Regions from separate parts of the Triticum aestivum genome. Here region 2 is linked to region 1. The links are chromatin contacts, called in public Hi-C maps. All regions are on one chromosome and are shown on one strand. Each heading gives the region's core, a stretch centred on a gene start, on an enhancer-like site or on the middle of the called end of the contact. The rest is flanking DNA. Distances are from core to core; before and after follow the strand shown. Region 1 holds the start of LOC123139643 (protein PAT1 homolog 1). Region 2 holds the start of LOC542813 (serine/threonine-protein kinase tricornered).

Region 1 (2,778 bases), core at 75-2,574:
CTCGGACGGAAATCATGACCGGACAAGCATCAACAACTCGGTGAACACGTAGTAGCTGTTGAAGTCAATGATGTATGGCGGAGGATGGCTAGAATTAAAGGAGGCGACAGAGTGTTGCAACGATTGTTGTGTGTCGGGCTAACTGTACTGCTAGCGGCAAAGTAGTACGACTTCTTGTACTGGGCGGGCCAGGGCAGCACCGACATGATGATCCGCTGTGCAGGAGGAGCTTCGGCTTGAACGGTCGTTTGCCCTTCTTCTTCGCCCTCTCCTTCATGTGCTGCTCTTGTGGTTTGACTCCTTCGGGTCCGTCATGGCGACGAACCTCGTGATGGGCTCCGATAGATCCATCATGACGGCGACGGGCGGCTAAACGGGCCAAAACGTTATTTTGGCTAAACAATATTTCAAGAGGATCGAACCTCATAGCTCAGCAGTTTCAAATGGTTTTTAAAATACTATAGGTCTAAAAGGAATTGATGTGTCCGATGGCAAGTTCAGGCTGATGGTACCACTATCACACACACACACACAAAGAGAGAGAGAGAGAGGGAGAGAGAGAGATGGTCGAATGGTAGGGATGGTTGGGCATGGTGATGGTACCACTATCACTAGATCTGGGGACCGTGGATGACGAGATAAGAAAGCGGGGAGATACTGAGAGAGACTCAACTAGAGCGTTGTCTTTTGTGGTTTTCATAATTTTCAGCGCAGAGAGCGCGAGAGCAACTTCCTTCGAGTTTCTCCTAGCAACTTAAACTCACTTGTACACACGACTAAATAATTCCAAATTCGCAAGGGCACCAAATTTCTGCAAAAGTTCATCCAAGGTCGCCACTTTTCCGAACAGGCCCTGCTTTTGATCCAACAACACAAATGATGACGATGATTGGTGCATGTGAGACCATGCTCTATAAGTTTTGCTTTGGGAATATATGCTCAGCAAAACCTTTTCTACAACCATACTACACACCTAGCCCTGGGCCAATGGAATAGTACCGTCCTGCTCCGCCAGTTGTTACCAATAGAAAGGGCGCCATTAGCGTGGCAAATGATCATAAGCGAGTGGCATGAGGTACATCGCCGCATCAACGCGCAGAAAGGAGCCATAAAAGGGGCAGGTGGAGTAGCACACACGCCAAGCCAAGCCAAAGTCTCCTCTCATCACTGTGATCACCCCGTCAGTTTTTTCTGGTGCCATCCAGCGGTTCCTTTGTCCACACCAGCACGCCATATATCATATCAATATCTCTATCTATCAATAAAAATAAATATAAATAATGCTGGAACTATCATTTTCGGCTTATATTTTTTGTTATTGTCGAGTCCAAGGCCAGGAGAGAAGCGAAGGGAAGTAAAGCAGCCAAGGCGCGTCTACTGAGCGAGCTTTCCTCCCTCGGCTGTACCCCTCTCCGCCTCGCAGCTCCCCCAGATCCAAAACCCAAGCGCGTGCCCGCCCCCGGAATCCAAACCCTAGCAGCGCCGCCCGCCCCCTGCCTGCCATGAGGGGCCTCCGGGCGGACGCCGGCGGTGGCGGCGGTGGCGCCTCCTCCTCGTCGACTTCCACCGCAGGTGACTGGTTCCTCCCGCTGCCCAGTGATGTTCCGGTGTGCTGTAGTTAGTTGAGTTTGATCCGCTTGGTCTCATCGTCGAATTTGTGCCACGCACGACGCATCTTCGCGTGCCTCTGCTGAATTTCGCGTCCCTCGCGGGCGGTCCGGGCAGATTCTCTCCTCCTCGCGTGGCACCAATGGAGATTTATGTTTTTTTTTTGCTTCCTCTGCAGAGAACTCGCGCTTCGACTCGGGGCAGTATTCCTTCTTCGGCAAGGCGCCGCTGGAGGGGCTGGAGCTCGGCGGCAGCCTGGCGGATGACGGGGGCCTGGACGGCGGCTATGGCGGCGGCGGCTTCGGTGGGCACGACGATGGGGCTTACCAGCTGTCTCCTGTGGGGGAAGAGGTGCGGCTCTCACCGGCTTTGTATCCGGATTCCCTGCTGTTGCTATCGATTGTGCTGCACTGCCGCATGCTTTCTAAAGTCCTGATTGTGTTGTTGGTGCTCGCTACTGTTCGAAAGCTGTGAAATTATGTGCATTGCATGTTTCACACAGTCCTGATTCTGTTTGTTGCTGCTTGGATGAGTACTCATGAGTGGATACTCTTTTCTGCAGCAGGATGATAGCTTGTTGTTTTTTGACGTACTGGTCGGCGGTAGTACATTCGATTTTTGCCTTTTGTTTTTGTTCTTGCAAGGAGGAATTGTGTACTTTGGATGCAAATAGGTCAAGAGAACTGCCCCTCTAGTTTTAGAGGGGGTTGCATCTGATTTAATGTGATAAGAATACATATAGTCCCTCCGTCTGGAAATACTTGTTGGAGAAAAGAATAAAAATACATGCATCTAGAACTAAAATACGTCTGGATACATCCATTTCTCCGACAAGTATTTCCGGACGGGGGGAGTGGTAAATTGTGTCCCTAAGCGTTATGATCTCCACAAAATGTACCTAAGAAAATCATTTTTGTGTGTGTTTCTAACTGGTTACGACTCGATTGAGCAAAATTGTTCTCTTAGAAAATGGAGGATATATTGTCAACTATGACCATTCTTTTATAATAATAACTCAGTACTGGGAAATGTAAATTGGGCTATTGTCAGCTGTAAAAGACGTGATCGTAGGATGTGTATCCCGCGAAGCCGGCTTCCCTGTTGCTATTGATTGTGTGCTGCACTGCTGCATGCTTCCTAAAGTTCTCTTTGTGTGTTGGTGCTTGCTAA
Region 2 (2,996 bases), core at 472-2,971, 220 kb before region 1:
GGTATATTAATCACCTTGAGCGAAGTGTTTTGTTATTAATATGTCAAACCTGAAAACCAATTACAAGTCATATCTGGTAGTGAATTAAATGTTTTACTAAGCCACTTGTGCAACTGGAGGACTCAACAAACCGTTCAAGCTATGTACCTAATTTGGAGCTAGAGCTTTAATCCATTGGAACTCCTATTTATGGCGGTGACAAGGTCCCGACAACTTGTGTGGCCCAAGGACTTCATCTTAACAACCTGAATCGGTGTTTACCATTCCAATACCAACATGGCATGTGATGTGTGTTATTAAGCATCATGCTCGGCAATAGCTACAAGGAGGGCGCTTGTCGTTTTCCTACTCCGCGGCATGGTAGGATTTATTGAACCAGATGGAGTCAGGTACCTAAATCCACAGCTAAAGCAGGGGAAAGCGCGCCAAACATTTAAGTTGCCAGCCTACCTCTCTTTCCTATCTTGCAAGGACTTCATCTGAGTCTTGTAGTGGTTCTCAATGTACTGTTTTGCCGCGGCGACCTTCTGCTTGGTCGCGCTAGAAGGCGCGTCGTCGACCGGGGGCTTCCCGGGATCCTTCCCATGGCTGGCAGGCACCGCCGGGCTCTTGGACTTGTCCCGCGGCTGGAACTTCTGGAACCAACTTCTCGCGGAATCCATCTTGTGCTCACAATGGCATCATCTCTAAGACTAGAGAGCCTATTATATTGACCAATCCAGCAGCCGCCCACAGGCCAGAGGAGCTCTAGCTCTGAAGCGGTCAATACCCTCCAAATGGATCAGATGTCCACACCGGCACCTCCTCCGTAGAACCCGATGCTGGGAATGATGCCTATCTGGAAAAATCATAGAAAATTACCATCAGTCAGAATCGCTCGCACAAGTTGCCATCCATCGCACGACTTACACGGGCTAGCGAGGGAACGGTCAATAGAATCCTTCCAAGTTTCTCATATTCTCGGACACGACACCTAAACCCAGTCAAAAATCCCGAAACTAAGCCACACTGGGCATGAATCCTCCGTCGACAGCAGCCGCTGACAAAGCCGGTTACGAACCAGTAAAAGGAACGTAAGATCCCAATTCCCCGCCGAAACCCCCACCCCCCACCAAAAAATAAATCCTCGAACAGCCGCATTCCGGCGATGAGTTTCGCGGAATTCGACACGGGAATCGCATTGCCGGCTCGCGCGCGCGCGAGGCCCCACGGAAATCGCGGACGAGGAGCGGCGCCAAAACCCCCCGTCAAACCACCGAAACACACGCCACCGCACTCCCAAGCCCGCGGCCGCGCGCGGCGTCGCGGAGCGCCGAATTCGCCGCCGGGAGCGCGCCAAAGCCCCCGCTCCCGACCGCAGCGACGGCTACTACTCAATCCAGGGTGAGAGAGAGAGAGGGGGGGGGAGGCGGGGATGGGAGAGCCATCCGGAACCGCCGGGTTAACCGGGCGGCGCGGATCGGCGGGCGGGGCGCTCACCTCGGCGCGGAGCGGCGGCGGGGGCGGGCGCGGGGCGGATCTCGGCGGCGACTGGAGCAAAAGTGGGAGGGAGGAGGGAGGGACTCACGCCTTTTTTTTCCTTCTCTCTTCTCTTCACCCCTGCCTGGCTGCGTCGCTCCGGGTTGGTTGTCCTTTTCGTGGGCAAAGGCAAAGCGTGTGAGGGGGAGGGCGGGAGGAGAGAGTAAAGGCCAGGCCCGCCGCGCCGATGGGGGAGGGAGGGAGGGAGGAAGAGCGCTGCCTGCGCTGTGCGTGCGTGCGTGTGAGCGAAGCGTGGCTTGGCTTTGACTCCCCGGAACGAAACTTCCGCGTGGCTTCTCTACCCTGTTTGAGTCTGCTCTCTATGGTTGTGCTGGTTGTACTGCTGCGGCGCCGGGGTCGGGGTCCCCCACCTGCCGCGCACAACGCGACTCGCCCGGCTCGCTCCCCGGCCTGCACCGTCGCCGTCGGTCGGCCCATCACCCCGCTCGTCCCGCCCCCGTTGATGAGTGCCTCCTTTTTTTTAATTTGTTCGATTTGCTTGTGCGGGTACGGCACGCGCCGCCTGCCGCCTTCGGGCGGCTCGGCGGGTTATCTCGTTGGCAAACAGTGTGTCCACGTTTTCTCTTCTTTATTTATTTGAGGGCGCTGCTACGCTTTCGCCGGCTGATTTTTTTAAAAGATCAGCCGAGTCGCGAGCTGTCAGACACGTTGTCATCAAGCAGCTATCAGCACCCTCGATCATTGCAACAAAGGTAATGTTGCAGAAACCTTTGGAATGTAGGTTTTGTTGCAGAAATATTTACAACAGAGATTATGTTGCCTTTTTTTTTGCATGTCTTCAGATTTTTCTTGCAACAAAGGTTATGTTTTTTTTTTGCAGCGGAGATCACATTGCAGAAATGTTTATAACTTTTTTGCAACAAAAGGCATGTTGCAGAAATGTCTTCAGACTTTTTTTGCAATAGAGGTTATGTTACTGTTCTTTTTTGCAATAGAGATCGTTGCAGAAATGTCTATATTTTTCTGCAACAAAAGGCATGTTGCAGAAACTTTTTGTAACAGAAATTACGGTGTAGGATATGTTCTTGCGTCTCAGCTCGAGAAGGCGGCAACCATGGACGCCGATGCTCCTCCCAAATGGGCGCGGCGTGGAACGACGAGCGACGGGAGGCTTCAACGATGGCGTGCCTAGCAGACGCAGGCGGTGCAGCCCGGCGGCCGTGCACGGCCGGCACACAACACCCGAGTGGCCGGCTTCCAACATCTACAAAATCAGCCGCTAGTGCATACTCGCAGGCCCCTATACTGGCCACCGGCCATGGGGTGCTACTCGTCATGAGCTTGGATTGAGAGATGCATATGAGCATGCATTGCAAGCTAGATGTAGACGAATGAGGATAAGAAGGGGATGAGCGGTGATGGCTTCACCTCACACGGGCCGCGTGGCGCGTGTTTAAGACGGCGAATGTTGTGATTGGAATCGGTCGGTTGATGGGAATCTTTTCCCTTTATTTAAG

What was found. A called contact is a pair of places that touch in the nucleus more often than the background predicts.
Region 2: a Hi-C map of leaf shows a contact between it and region 1, with 6 times the contacts expected there. The contact joins the promoter of LOC542813 here to the promoter of LOC123139643 in region 1. A contact is called at or near these places in 5 of 5 Hi-C or Micro-C datasets (leaf, root and an unstated tissue).

Annotation. Positions count from the first base shown.
Region 1 is chr1B:579,113,859-579,116,636 of IWGSC CS RefSeq v2.1, reverse strand. It overlaps LOC123139643 (protein PAT1 homolog 1), which reads left to right and starts at 1,324. Exons shown (of 5, transcript XM_044559389.1): 1 at 1,324-1,572; 2 at 1,787-1,959. The coding sequence starts at 1,503.
Region 2 is chr1B:579,333,863-579,336,858 of IWGSC CS RefSeq v2.1, reverse strand. LOC542813 (serine/threonine-protein kinase tricornered) reads right to left here and starts at 1,721. Exons shown (of 14, transcript XM_044559417.1): 1 at 1,480-1,721; 2 at 451-838. The coding sequence starts at 662.